2 separate regions of the Rattus norvegicus genome follow, and region 2 is linked to region 1. A link is a contact called in public Hi-C data. All regions are on one chromosome and are shown on one strand. The core of a region is the stretch at or near the end of the contact, and the rest is flanking DNA. Distances in the headings are between cores, read along the strand shown.

Evidence for each region. A called contact is a pair of places that touch in the nucleus more often than the background predicts.
Region 2: a Hi-C map of Schwann cells shows a contact between it and region 1, with 3 times the contacts expected there. The contact joins the promoter of Clcn5 here to the enhancer-like site in region 1. A contact is called at or near these places in 2 of 12 Hi-C or Micro-C datasets (the Rat2 cell line and Schwann cells).

The regions. Positions count from the first base shown.
Region 1 is chrX:17,687,861-17,695,451 of GRCr8, forward strand. No RefSeq gene overlaps it. Among named protein-coding and RNA genes, the nearest start is that of Fusl1, 78 kb to the right of the region's middle. Within about 2 kb of position 3,716, at least 13 of the 93 cell types and tissues checked have an H3K27ac peak or open chromatin away from gene starts, as enhancers often do. A contact at or near this core is called in Schwann cells, where this site is marked.
Region 2 is chrX:17,852,852-17,860,442 of GRCr8, forward strand. It overlaps Clcn5 (chloride voltage-gated channel 5), which reads left to right and starts at 4,409. Exons shown (of 14, transcript NM_001414393.1): 1 at 4,409-4,616; 2 at 6,820-6,979. The coding sequence starts at 6,964.

The DNA.
Region 1 (7,591 bases), core at 2,466-4,965:
GGATCACTTAAATATACTATCATGTCGTCTGCAAATAGTGATATTTTGACCTCTTCTTTTCCGATCTGTATCCCCTTGATCTCCTTTTGTTGTCTGATTGCTCTGGCTAGAACTTCAAGAACTATATTGAATAAGTAGGGAGAGAGTGGGCAGCCTTGTCTAGTCCCTGATTTTAGTGGGATTGCTTCAAGTTTCTCTCCATTTAGTTTAATGTTAGCAACTGGTTTGCTGTATATGGCTTTTACTATGTTTAGGTATGGGCCTTGAATACCTATTCTTTCCAGGACTTTTATCATGAAGGGGTGTTGAATTTTGTCAAATGCTTTCTCAGCATCTAATGAAATGATCATGTGGTTCTGTTCTTTCAGTTTGTTTATATGATGGATCACGTTGATGGTTTTCCTTATATTAAACCATCTCTGCATGCCTGGGATGAAGCCTACTTGATCATGGTGGATGATTGTTTTGATGTGCTCTTGAATTCGGTTTGCCAGAATTTTATTGAGTATTTTTGCGTCGATATTCATAAGGGAAATTGGTCTGAAGTTCTCTTTCTTTGTTGGGTCTTTGTGTGGTTTAGGTATAAGAGTAATTGTGGCTTCATAGAAGGAATTCGGTAGGGCTCCATCTGTTTCAATTTTGTGGAATAGTTTGGATAATATTGGTATAAGGTCTTCTATGAAGGTTTGATAGAATTCTGCACTAAACCCGTCTGGACCTGGGCTCTTTTTGGTTGGGAGACCTTTAATGACTGCTTCTATTTCCTTAGGAGTTATGGGGTTGTTTAACTGGTTTATCTGTTCCTGATTTAACTTCGATACCTGGTATCTGTCTAGGAAATTGTCCATTTCCTGAAGATTTTCAAATTTTGTTGAATATAGGTTTTTATAGTAAGATCTGATGATTTTTTGAATTTCCTCTGAATCTGTAGTTATGTCTCCCTTTTCATTTCTGATTTTGTTAATTTGGACGCACTCTCTGTGTCCTCTCGTTAGTCTGGCTAAGGGTTTATCTATCTTGTTGATTTTCTCAAAGAACCAACTTTTGGTTCTGTTGATTCTTTCTATGGTCCTTTTTGTTTCTACTTGGTTGATTTCAGCTCTGAGTTTGATTATTTCCTGCCTTCTACTCCTCCTGGGTGTATTTGCTTCTTTTTGTTCTAGAGCTTTTAGGTGTGCTGTCAAGCTGCTGACATATGCTCTTTCCTGTTTCTTTCTGCAGGCACTCAGCGCTATGAGTTTTCCTCTTAGCACAGCTTTCATTGTGTCCCATAAGTTTGGGTATGTTGTACCTTCATTTTCATTAAATTCTAAAAAGTTTTTAATTTCTTTCTTTATTTGTTCCTTGACCAGGTTATCATTGAGTAGAGCATTGTTCAATTTCCACGTATATGTGGGCATTCTTCCCTTATTGTTATTGAAGACCAGTTTTAGGCCGTGGTGGTCCGATAGCACGCATGGGATTATTTCTATCTTTCTGTACCTGTTGAGGCCCGTTTTTTGACCAATTATATGGTCAATTTTGGAGAAAGTACCATGAGGAGCTGAGAAGAAGGTATATCCTTTTGCTTTAGGATAGAATGTTCTATAAATATCCGTTAAGTCCATTTGGCTCATGACTTCTCTTAGTCTGTCTACATCTCTGTTTAATTTCTGTTTCCATGATCTGTCCATTGATGAGAGTGGGGTGTTGAAATCTCCCACTATTATTGTGTGAGGTGCAATGTGTGTTTTGAGCTTTAGTAAGGTTTCTTTTACATATGTAGGTGCCCTTGTATTCGGGGCATAGATATTTAGGATTGAGAGTTCATCTTGGTGGATTTTTCCTTTGATGAATATGAAGTGTCCTTCCTTATCTTTTTTGATGACTTTTAGTTGAAAATTGATTTTATTTGATATTAGAATGGCTACTCCAGCTTGCTTCTTCTGACCATTTGCTTGGAAAATTGATAAAATATGTCTTAAAAGCTATCTAAAAATCTAAGGAGTGCTGCTTACTGGCTTGCTCATCATGGCTTACTCACCCTGCTTTCTTTCAGCACCCAGAACCACAAGGTCAGGGATGGCCATACCCACAATGAGCAAAACCTAGGTTTTGCTCATTTTGATTTTCTAAGACCTTGAGACTGTTCTGATTTTATAATGTAAACATTCATAAATATAATTTTTTCTCTTGTGACTCTCTTAGCTGTATCCTAGAAGTTCTGATAAGTTGCACTTTCATATTCATTTGATTCTAGATAATTAAAAAACTTCCTCCCTGATTCCTTCAACGACCCACCCCCTTATTGCTTGAATTCTTTTTCTACCGCAGTGATTTGTAAAACCCCAAAGCTTCCAATACAGGAACAGGAAATACAACATAGGCGAAGACTACCGAGGATCTTTTATGCAAATTAGTATGGCTGTCTCTGTTAGAGCTCTGCTAGACTCCTACTATACTCTGAGTCAACAAACAATTACAGCATCCAAATGACAGTGTAAATAGTCAAGTCTTCCCTTTCTTTATTAAGGTTTATATTTATTATTTCTAATTAAGTGATGTGTGTCTGTCTGTCTGTCTATCTGTCTGTCTGTCTGTATGCATTCATATGTGGATACGTGAATGTACTGCCTGAGGAGGCCAGAGGATGTAGATCCCCTGGGGGTGTAGTTACAAGCAGCTGTGTGCTGTGTCACGTAGGTGACTGAAGTTGGTTCCTCCAGAAGACATAGTCTTAACTCCTGAGCCATCTCTCCAGCCCTCCTTCCTTTTCTTAAACATACATTCTGAGACACTTATAAAATCAAGGTGAAACATAAACATGTTTTTGGTATTAAAAGCACTTTGTTTCTCTTCTCTCTTCCTCCTCCTACCCCCTTCCTACTTTTCAGTTCCAACTTTTCAGTTGTTAAAAGCATCATCTACATTGTACAGACAATCACCTTCTCTCCTTCCCTGCAGACATAAGGGAGCAGAGAAGTCAACCAAAGGGAAACGTCAAGAAAGGCCTGGGTGCTCTGAAGTAGAGCTGTTTTTCTCACAAGAACTGACCTTCCAGAGAACAAATATTAAACCATCATTCTTCTTCCTCCTTGTGCCATGACATCATCTAAAGCACATGAATAACAAGTACCCCCTTGCTTTGTTCTTACAACCGGAAACCAAACTGTGACTTTTCTCGCACCGAGTTAGCACATGTATTAACACTGACAAATCAAAAGCTTGACTTGTTCAGGGAAAGCAGTTTTGGCCGTGAATCATTCTTCTGCTTATAAAGGAACAAAATTTCTTTTCTCTTTACATTTTTTTCCAGATTGGTGGGTGGAGGGAGCCTGCTGTTTTGCCTGGGCTGGTCTGAAATTATTTCCTGTATTTGTGCCTTTTTCCTGCCTCAACCCCCTAAGTAGCACATACCCGGTTCATGTTCATTAAATCTAACACCCCAGGGAAGGCCTGGTCTGGTGACAGTAAGTGTAGCCGTCTCAGCCAAGCAGGATGCCTGGATTGCACAGCCCACTTACTTTCTCCACTGCTTCTAAATCAGAGCCCACAGATACAGTTATTCATTGAGGTTTTGGGTTTTTTGAGATCTCGTCTCACATAGCTCAGAGTCTCATGTAGCCTCAAACTCTTGATGTAGCCAAGGATTACGATCCTCCTACCTTCCAAGTACTGGGATTATGGACACAGCACCATGCTGGGGAGCAAAGCCAGGGCTTCCTGCATGCTAGGCAAGCATTGTATCAAATGACCGACACCCCAACCCCTTCACTGGGCTTTCTATCTTTAGCCTTAGTCTGCGAGGCATGAAGAAAATGTCATCTTGGGATATGTATGCATTTGTAGTGATTCCACATGAAATCCTGAATACACAGCCTGATGTCATTACCACTGAGACACCCCCAAAGATGTCTCGGGATCTTGTGGCTGTGATGTTACGTGGAAGCAGAGGTAATTAAGTTGAGATTACTCCAGATTTACAGTGAGCCTAAAACTCAATGAGTGGTGCCCTTGTGGGAGAAAGGAGAGAGATGTTTAAGACAGAAGAGAACGCCATCAGAGAGGGCGGTGGAGAGTCAGAACAGTGTAGCCCCAAGCCCAGGAACAGGTGGAGCCACAAGAATGTGGGAGAAGCAGGCTAGGGCTTTTGTTCCTCAAGCCTTAAGAGGGAGCATGGGTCTAGCAACAGCCTTATTTAGGATCTCTGGTTTCCAGAGCTAGGAAAGAATAAGTATGCATTGTACTAAATCACCACCATTATGGTGAATTGTTAGGGTAGCCACAGGAAACTAATACATGGCCTGAAGGGAGGGTGATTATTCATGTACTGGCATGGCCAGAGAAACTAGCATGCATGTTTGCCAGTACATTTCCATCTGCTGTGCCGAGAGCCAGGGGCCCTCCCCAGGAGCCATCTGCTCTCCCTGCCTGATTCCAGGCAGAGTTGGCACCTATACATAGATGGTGGCACGCTCTGCTCAGGTTGGGCACTATGGAGTTTCTGACTGGGCTGCTTTACAAAGGGGACAAATTGTGCTCCTCTTCACATGCAGGTGGGACAAACACACAGCCTTATAACGGTTGCCCAGAAAGCTCTGGCTCTAAGCCCAATGGCAGCTGTGGCAACTGTGTTTCCCTGGGAACACAAATGACTAGTTACCACAGTGCTAAGCAGTAATTCACAACTTTTTCCTGTTTTTTTAACTTTAAAATGTTCGTTAAAATTGCTTTTGATGAAATTGGGGTCAATGCTGTATATTACACTGGCAAGAATAACGATATTCCCCCCCACCCCGTGTGTGTGTGTGTGTGTGTGTGTGTGTTTATGTCCCCCTACCTTCCAGAATTCACAGAAGCAAGTGGAAAGCAAAAATTGTAATGCTAAGTCCAACTGTTTTGAGGGGAAGACAGTAAGTAGAAAGCCTCCTGGTTCCCACGGATAGCCCTGTGTCTCCACCTGCAGGTGTCCTGTGTATACATCAGGGGAAATCCAACCTCTGTCCCTGCAAGGGACACTCCTTGTCACTGGGATGCAATTATTTGAAAACTCTAACATCTGGAAGGGCTGAAGTATTTAGTGGGACTATGGTAATAGTCTGGATGGTCCTGAGGCTGAAATCAACCAGGAGGTGACCGGGCTTTTAATCCTGCCATAGTCATGGCTACTCCCCAGAGGTGAGCGAAAACTGTGGGTTTTCGCTTGTTTTTTTACAAACCTGATTTACTTAGGAACTTATGCAGAGCTGTTTTGATGCAAGGAACTTGATGTCATGGAAAAAAAAAATCTGTGGTCTCTCATTGGCTGGAAGCCACTTTGGTATCTTAGCACCGACGGATGATTTCAAGAAGAGGGAGTGCAATTTTGGGAGTTTTGACAGTAGATTCAACCTTCTCTCCTCAGAGAGCTGGCAGCACTTACGTTCCAGAGTGAGCCAACTGACACTTAGATCACAGCGAATGTGTGCCTCATCTTTCTCAATGGAGCTAACCAGCAGGGCCGCTGTCTTGTACAAGAACATGAGCAAAGTCCCCCAGCACACAGGAGTCTGAGAAACACACGCCCTGGGTGTGTTCTCATTTAATGCCTTATAATGATGCACGCTCACAAGTGGGAAGAAGCAGACTATGAATGTGTTATGTAGTCTGTCACGCTTGTCCACTTCCTAAATTATGACTGAACAGAAATGTTTGCATAGGCATAGAATTCAGGCTTATCTTTTCCCCTGCTTGCTTGCTTGCTTGCTCCCTTCCTTCCTTCCTTTCTTTTGAATTAATTAATTAACATCCCAAATACTGTCCCAGTCCCCCCTCACAGAGTCCCTCCCCTCCTTCACTTGTGAGCATGTGACTCTGTATAAAGTATACAACGGTTTTTAAAATTGTCATTGGGATCCTAAGTGTTATATATACTTTCAGGTGGCAAGGATACCCTCATGCGCATTAATGTATGAGCACATGCATGTACGCAGGCACCCATGCATGCACACACTCACAGATGCCACTTGATATCCATAGAGGTTTGTTCTAGGATCCTTGCATCTACCAAAATCTGCACATGTTCAACCCAGGGCCTTGTTTTCTGGTTTGTTGCATTTATCTAATGAAACCTTAGCCTTTAGGATCTATGTTAGCTCATTCACAAAACTCCCATGTGGGACTGGAGAGGTGGCTCAGTGGTTAAGAGCACTGGCTGCTCTTCCAGAGGTCCTGAGTTCAAATCCCAGCAACCACATGGTGGCTCACAACCATCTGTAATGGGATCTGATGCCCTCTTCTGGTGTGTCTGAAGACAGTGACAGTGTACTCACATACATACAATAAATAAGTAAATGTAAACACTGTCCAGTAAAACAAAATCCCCATGCATGATTTCATTGGGTGAAAATGTTATGTTATTAAAGTATTTTATGTAGTTCTTTCATGAAATTTATACTTCCAGCAAGCATAGAATGCAATGCCCTGCCCTTTTACCCACTACCTGCCTACTAGCAAAGGCTTGAAGAAGTTTCCACTAAGAACACGATCTCAAAAAGTCAGGAGGGAAGTTTGGGTACAGAAGTTATGGGAAGTCTGAGCCCAGACATAATGCCTGACAGTTCTGCATTAGTCTCGCTTCCTCTCTTTCTCTCCTTTCATTTTTATTCTTATTCCATTCTTGATTTGTACAAATTATTTTTTCTCTTCTATTTCTTTCTTCTCTTTTATATCTATCTGGTTTCAGGCAAATCAGGCCAGGTTTCTGAAACCTGAAGCCAAGAGCCCTGTCAGGGATACATCATTTAATCCTTCCCGACAGTTCATTAGCTCTGAGCTATTATTACCCTCATTGAGAAGAGAAAGGAGCTAAGGAACGAGCATCTGAATGCTTGCCTAATGTCACATAAAAGATGGAGTGAAGATTTTTATCAAGATAGTATTCATCCAGTGATTGCACCATTAATCATCACAACATATACTAACTGGCTTGTTAAACCATGTTACCTATAATAAAATGGTAATTAAGAAAATGATCGTAACAGTAATATTTGTGTAGCAGACATTTTAAACTTTTCTAATGTAGTAGCATTAGTCTAAATTAAAAAAAAAATAGAACTAATTGCTGGGCGGTAGTGTTGCATTCCTTTAATCCAGCATTTGGGAGGCAGAGGCGGGTGGGGTCTTTGAATTCTCAGTCAGCTTGGTTTACCCAGAGAGTTTCCCTATAGACAGGGCCACACCAGGAATCTCTGTCTGAAGAAACAAACCAACATACAAAGCAAGCAACAGCAACCAAAAAGAGCCCATTAAACCAGGTGGAAACTGTGAAGTAGATGCTATTGCTTTTCACACCTTAGAAATTCTCAGGTCTGTCTATAGCCATAAATATTTTTGAACAGAAAATAATATATAATTCACATAACATAAAAATTACCTTTTCAAAGCCTATGATTCGGTGATTTTTTTGAGCATGTCTCTTGTTACACAGCCATCTTGACTCTCTAATTTTAGATCGTATTCATCATCCCCAAAGGAACTGTGTCCATTAGCAGTCACTCTCCATCCCTTCTTCTCACCAGACCCTAGCAACCACTAATCTACTTTCTGTCTCCATGGTTTTACCTATTCTGGA
Region 2 (7,591 bases), core at 3,159-5,658, 170 kb after region 1:
CTGTGTCTCTCAGGAGCGATATACATCCGGTTCCTGTCAGCCTGCACTTCTTTGCTTCATCCATCTTGTCTAATTGGGTGGCTGTATATGTATGGGCCACATGTGGGGCAGAGAGCCATATACTCTTAAAGAAAACAGACTCTCCCTCCTTCAGTTTGTCATGGTGCCTTGGTCAGGGGTGAGCACACACTCAGGAACCCCTTCCTATCCCATATTGAAATGTCGCACGGCTTGATTTTGTGTGGGTCTTATGTAGGCCGTCACAACGGTTGTGATTGGCTGAGTGTGGGGACCGTGTCGTGTTCAGAAGATACTGTTTTACTCTGGTCTTCCCCAGGCTTTTTCTGCCTCCCTTTCTCTGAGCCTTGATGGGCATCAAGGATGTGTATGTGTGCACATGTGTGTGCACATGTATGTTCTATAGACATCCTCTTTCTGTCTGAGCCTTCTCTCCCTGATATTTGTTTTCTGCACTTTGACCAGTTCTTTCTGCACAAAACACTGTCCCCTCACAAAGAAACTTTTCTGAAGATGTTTGAGAGTGGTGCTAATTTTATGGGCAGACAGATGCTTTGGAAGGCAGTTAGGTACTGTGTCCATTTAAGCAGAATAAAAGTGGTAGTTCATTATATAATCCAAACGGGCCTGGAACTCAGGATCATCCTGCTTTTGTATGCAAAGGAGTGGGGTTACAGGAATGAGTAACCACATCCAGCCCACAATCTATAGCTTTTAAAGAAACCATTAACTGCTTTATTAGCACCACAATTGAATTTCTTTGTTTAGAAAAAAAATAGACATTTATATCTCCCCACAAATATTTCCTCTTAAATCTAGGGACCTTAATCAAGGAGCCTTCCTCTTCCTCCTACTCCTTATTACCCCCCCACCCCAACCCCTACCCTCCCACCCCCATCACCATTATCATTGTCATCTTCATTAATAATAGGTAACATTTATTAAGTGCTTAATTTATTATAAACGGTCCACATTATTAATACATTTAAGCATGAGATATCATTTTACTACTCAGAAACCTGAAGAGTGAAAAACCTGGTAACTCAAAAAGAAAAAAAAGAAAAAGAAAGAAAAAAAAGAAAGAAAAAAGGAAAAACAGCTAATATGTCTCTATGCCTCCGGCTGTCACGACATTTTTCTTTTTTTAACTCACAAAAGATGAAGTGTGTGTGTGTGTGTGTGTGTGTGTGTGTGTGTGTGTGTGTGTGGTGTGCGTCTGTGTGTGTGTAGGCATTGGATTGGGTGTGTTTAAATGTTGGAGCCCTCCAAGCTGTTGGCGGTCAGTGGCGACACCCAGTGGCCATTTTCATGTATTGCAACCCCATCATAATCTTTGCGACTCCAGGCCTCTCAAATAATCCTACATTTCAAGCAAAGACTCATGTCTTCGAGGAATAAATTTGCTTACGATCACCCTGCCCTTTTTCATACTCCTTTATCAGAGAAGACGCTTTTTATCCTTACTTTTATTATAGTTCAGGGGGGGTCTCGGTGGGGGCCCTTCTGATCAGTCCACAAGTGAACTCTTGTTTTTCTATCCTGCAGTGTTGTGGGAAAAGAAAGAAAAGACAGAAAAGAGAAACTTCTCAAACAAAATCGCCCCTGATTTCTGTGCTTAAGGAAGAGTTCTAACAAAAGGATTGCCTTGTTCAAACGTTTTAACTATTGGGCATATTGGTAAAGTGCATAATTAAGGGAAGCCTGTCCGTGTGTACAACACACACACACACACACACACACACACACACACACACACACGTCAAAGCAAACATCCTCAAATTTTCCTCCATTTGTCTCTGAATTAAGTACAAATGTTTGTCCAGCATTCACAGTCCTTCCAATTTAGTCTCATTCCCCTCTTCTATTCATACTACTCCCAACCTCTGTGCTTTGATCTGCTGTAGTGTGAATAACCATGGTGGTTTAAAAATTCCCTTCGTTCTCTCCAATCACAAGCTAGCAGAATCTTTGCTGTCTGCCACGTGTAATCATCCATTAGTATTGCCATCAATAAATCACCCCATTTGTGTGGAGAGCATATGTGCAGCTGGCTCATAGAAGAAGCTTTGATTTGGGGCTCAGGTATAGATCCAGATAAAGCCTATCTGGATTCAACATTTCATATCTACTCCAGGGTTCCCAAGGATGCAGAACTCTGGATTCTTTTCACAGTTCAGATCCTTCCAGGGGAGATCCTGTGATAACTCTGCCTTGGTTTGAGCTTATCGAAGTATGGCTTTAAAAAAAATCATCTGAAGTTTAGTCTTCTCCCACGACCCTACCTTTTGTCTTCATGACATGACCATGTTTGTTTCCCTGTTAGGTTTTGTATTAAAACAAGCCAAAATCTTGATTGTGTTTGATTATAGATTTATATCTGGAAGCTTTACATGGGTTGGCCCAAGATACAGGCTTTGTATTTCAAACCTTTAGTTTGTCCAAAGTAGCCATTCAAAATTCATTGCGCATACATGGCCTTACCCAACTTTGGTCCCTGCATGTTAACAATGCTGATCTGCCCAGTTTCTGATCCAATGTGAAACCTGCACCACAGGAGGGAATTTTATACCTGATACTGTAACTCCATGTCTGGGGAGCCCATAGGTCCTTGGGTAGAACCTGGCATTTTAATTTAGCTCAATGATTGACTTCCAATGCTAGTGTTTATAGCTACAGATCTGGGCTGTTCTCAACTTTGGTCAGGGGAGCTTCTTTTTGCCATGGGCAGCAAAGACTCATAACCGGTCAAAGTTCTGAGAAGAGGCTGAGTGCTCAGCCCTGAGTCTAAATGACAGAATTCTCAACCTTAGTCCTAATTAGGCCCAAGGGCCATCTTACACGAGGAGATTGAAAGAATGCAGGAGCTGGAGCATTCAGAGGAGGGCTGTAAAATACTGTCTTTTGTACACAAGGTCTTTGAACTCAAGAATAAGACCAAGCCACCAACATTCCCACAGAGATGGGAGAGATGATACCCAGGCTCTGTTTCTTACTGAGATGCCATTGGTAGTTGATAGCTTTCTGGGGAGAAAGAATCACTTTTCTTTGAGGGTGTGGCCTCTGATAGGTTTTTTCTTTTCTGTTGAAGGGTCCTACATGCTAGCAAATATGGGCAACACTAACTGGATTTATTGGGTTAATAAAACAAGGAATTTTAAATTAGGAGGGGAGGTGTTGGGGGAATTTGGGTTTCTTGAGGAGAACTGGAGGGGGCAAATGGAAGCATATAGGATTATAGTTTATTGTATGCACGTATGAACTTCTCGAAGAAAAAAAAAAGCCTAGGGGTGTGGCACAGGACTACAATCTCAGCTCTTGGGAGGCAGAGCAACTGAATACCTGTGATCTCAAGGCCAGCTTAGTCTACATAGTGTGTTTCAGGCATCCAGGGATAGTGAGGCCCTGTTGCAAGAAAGTTGAGAAAAAAATACTGTTTACTCTAGCAGATTCTGAATTTGAGTACTTGTTGATGATGCGGATTCCAATCTTAGTTCTTCCAACAAATTAATTCGCTGCACTCTTTGTGTAGCCTGCTCATTCTTTACAAGGATAGGATATTTCTTCTAATTGTTTGAAATGGCTTTGGAGACGGAGAGACTTCAGTTGGAATCTGAACTTCATTTTGTGTTTTGTTTGTCCGTTTTTGAGACAGTGCCCTGCCTTGAAACTTGCTGTATAGCCTAGGGTGACCTCGGACTGATTCTCCTACCTCCAACCCCTAAATTGGAGGATTAGGATTAGGAGTATGTGTCAGCTTGAGTTTTCGCTTGGTAATGATTAAATTGGCGATAATATCGATAAATAACTGCAATATAGATTTCCCTGTATGAGATTAAATTGGCCCCTGCAAGCATCACCATATTTGATCACTCTTTCTATTGCTACTACAGTGTGAGATCGGAAAAGCTATGCGACCTTTCTGTGCCTCTGTATTTTTACGAGGGAAAATAAACAACGATACATTCTTCGTGAGTTCTTGTGATCATTAAATGCAACGAATAAAGAAGGTATAGTAAGCCAGAACAATGCCTGGTATCTAGGAGGCTAAATATGTGGTCTGATGTCATTAGTATTATATTTCTACTATTACGCTGTGGTCAAGATGCTCAGGATAAACAGTTTGTTCTAAAGACAAAAGCAAAACCAAGGTAGGCAATCTGCAAACAATGGAACCGAATGGAGCTGTGCTTTTCTCCAAATGCAACTGACACGCCCCGCACTTGGGTTGGATCCGCCCAGTCCTCATTAAATATGGCTGCAAGCCTGGCTACCCTATTGCGGTTGCGCATGCCGAAGCTCCTCCCAGCAGCAGCTTCTTGGCCGCGTTTTCCCCCCGGGCTGGGCCGAGGTGCCTGGAGAGGGCCCTCCGTGGCGCGCATGCGCAGACTCCGTCTTGGCAGAGCTAATACTCCAAGGCGCCTGTCACATGAGCCTCGCTCCCGCTCCGCTCCCCCTCCTCCCGGCTGGGCTGTGTGAATGAAGCTCCGCCGGCTACGTGGGGCGCTAGCTCTACTCGCCGTGTGGAACGCCAGAGCCGACTGAGCGCGCTGCCCACCGCCGGTGGACACGGGCTCCGCGGCGCTGGACCCCGGTGACAGGTAAAGGCAAACGGGCTTTCCTTCCCCAACACGTCCTTCCCAGGTCGCCGGCCGCCGGCCCACCCGAGGAGCCCCCCTGGTACAACGAGCAGGGAAGAGCGCTCGTCTGCCACCGCGGTCCCCGGAGCTGGCGTTCCCTGCCCGGCCGCCACCGAAGGAGGTGGACAGGCTGGTTCCTGCCAGAGCGGGGCGGCATCTCCTCGGCAGCCCAGCCCAGTTCTGGGATCAGGGTCCCCAGGCTGCCGATCGAAGTTTCCTTGCCAAGCGGCGCCAAGCCCGCCCAGCTTTGAAAGCTGGGAGCTTGGCTGCCCGCGTCGCTTCTCCAGAAGACAGGGCTGGGGCGGCGTTCGCTGGGAAAGCGCAGCAGAGGCCAGGTTCTGCTCGCTCCTGCTTTGGACCTGCCACAGGTTTCGAGGGGTTCTTAGTGAGGTGCAGTCCAGAGGGCCTGGGCGAAGAAGTTGGTCTGCGTTTTCCCCCTTTGCCGCCCAATGCGCTTAGCTGCTGCTTCCAGACATTGGAGCCCCGCGTTCCAGCGCCTTTACTAGTAATGGAAAGAAAGCTTTAGCTTAACTTTGACGCGCTTTTTACCTTTAGGAACGTTTCAGAACGAAACAGTTGCCTGAAGTTGGACGTGTGTCGGTGTGATAACGTCAGTGGAAGTTGCACCGAGTAAATGAGGGGAAAGCCAGAAGGTGAAGCATTAAAAGCCAGGGAGATTCTGCTTTACACATACTTCATAAATCTATTAGTAATTTCCCGGGTTTAATTTCAGAGCTGTTAAATTTCCCCTTGTTCCACGACGCACTGCACTGATCAGTACTTCTGTAACAGTAAGCAAAATGGGGTGGGGGGCAAACTTAAACTGTGCCATGTTTCAGATAACTCACTTTTTCCTGGGGGAATTCATCCTCAGAGTTTAAGTTTTTTAAGCACTCTTTTTCTTGGATTTCAGGAGCCTTTCCCCATCCAAAGCCAGATCTTTGTTGGAGTTTTGAGGACTGGTGCACACATGAACCTTTTTGTTCTTTAAAGAAAAAGAGGTCACTAAAGAGGGCCAACACTCTTCTCAAACTAGTATTAGCCTTGAGCGTTAGGGCTTTAGCTTTTCCACTTCACAGTTGCACACGTTGGTTCTGTAAAAATCAATAGAAATAGAAATTCGCCTCAGGCCAAAAAGGTGAGGGCCTTTCTAGAAAAAATGCAAATTAGCTTTTATGCTATAAAGTATTTAAAAACTTGTTTAAATGGACAAAGTGCTTAATGTATGAAACTTACACACCAAACTAAGGCCAGTAGTCACACCTGTTAGTTTTTTCCTTTGCTTTCTAACTCCTTTCATATAACTGGAAACAGCATTAAGATTGAATTTAAAGATTCAAATTTTATCAGTATGGTTTCGCGTGTATGCATGTGCTTGTGGGTGGGGGCGCAGTTTTCCATAGTCAGTTCTTTCTTTCCATTTCTACTTGGAGTCCAGGGACTGAACTTAGGCTGGGACACCAAGCTCTTTTTAACGGAGATGCTTTCTCAACAGCTTTGAATTTGAAAATGTATTACCGGGAGTTAGCTAAGTTACTTTGATTGTATTAATATTAATATTCTAGTTGTATGTTCTTCTTTGTCCTTGACTCATTCCCTCACTATACAAACAATATAATATGTTCACTATAGGAATTTTGCAAAGCGAGGAAAATACAAAATAAAGGGGAAAGGAAGACCCACCTCCCCATGGGTGTCATCAGTTCTTACTTTTTATTACACTCCCTTTTTTATATGTAAGATTTATTTTAACACTTTATTCACAGAGTCTGTTCTCTTTTCTACTGATGTCTTCATGTAACCCTGAATCTTCATGGGCAGAAGAAGAATTCATTCACCGGAGTGTGGAACTTTAAGATACAAAGCACAATGGCTATCACAATTTATCTCAACCAACCCCTTACTCATCCCTTAATGAGTGTCCAGCCTCATTTACTGAAGTCCCAGATTCATACAGAACCCTACAGCAGTGAATGACAGTGTTAACTGGTGATAGATCTGTACTCTCGCACCAGCAATACTGCCGTGAAGGGGTGAGGGGAACTTGACACTGTGTATGGTGTCTTTCAAAGAGAGGTTCAGAGGGGCTCAGGGTCTCATTTTCAAGAATTTGAAATTCTTTGTCTTCTTTGGTGATTTTCATTCTTCTGTTTTACATTTTCAGGTTTGGGGCCTTAGAATCTTGCAGAAAGCAGAACCACACAGTTGCATCTCCACTTATACCCTCCTTTAAGTCCCCCTCCAAAACTGGGGGTGCCTCTGGAAAGCTCTGAGCCTGTTACCTAGCTTGGGAGAAGATAGGTACAAGATGGCCATGTGGCAGGGTAAGAAATTAACACTTATTCCTCTAACTGGTTTTTCCTCCTGCTGTCTTCCACCCCCACCGCACCCCCAGAGCTATGACTGCCAGCCAGCTGTTTCTTTAATTTAACCCTTTCTTTACTAGGACAATGCACATTTATGTAAGAGAAGCTGTTGTTAGCTCGAATATTCATATGATTCTAAAGTGGATGTTAATGGCGAATCAGACAAATATTATACCAGAAGCATTGAAAAGAATTTCCTTCAATTAAACATGTATTCCTGGGGATTATATGGAAGGAGAGATACATTTTTCCCAATTTGTGGTTTTCATTTATTTCAAGCAAATTTGTATTGTAAGATTCTTGAAAGTAGGGGGAGACACACTTAGTTGCCTCTCAAGCTTCCTCTTCTTAATGAAGACATCTTTTGGGTTTTGGCAGTTGAAAGGCTCATTGAATCTTATGTTTATATTTTGGTGGCAGAAGGAAGATACTGATTTTCATATTATAACGTACCCAAGAGCCAAGCTCAACAATGTTTTCGGTGATAAATTATATCTCTTGTTGTGGATTCTATCTCATGCAAAGTTGTTATTTTTAGTGAGGTTGGGCGTCAGTCTTCAGAATGTTCCG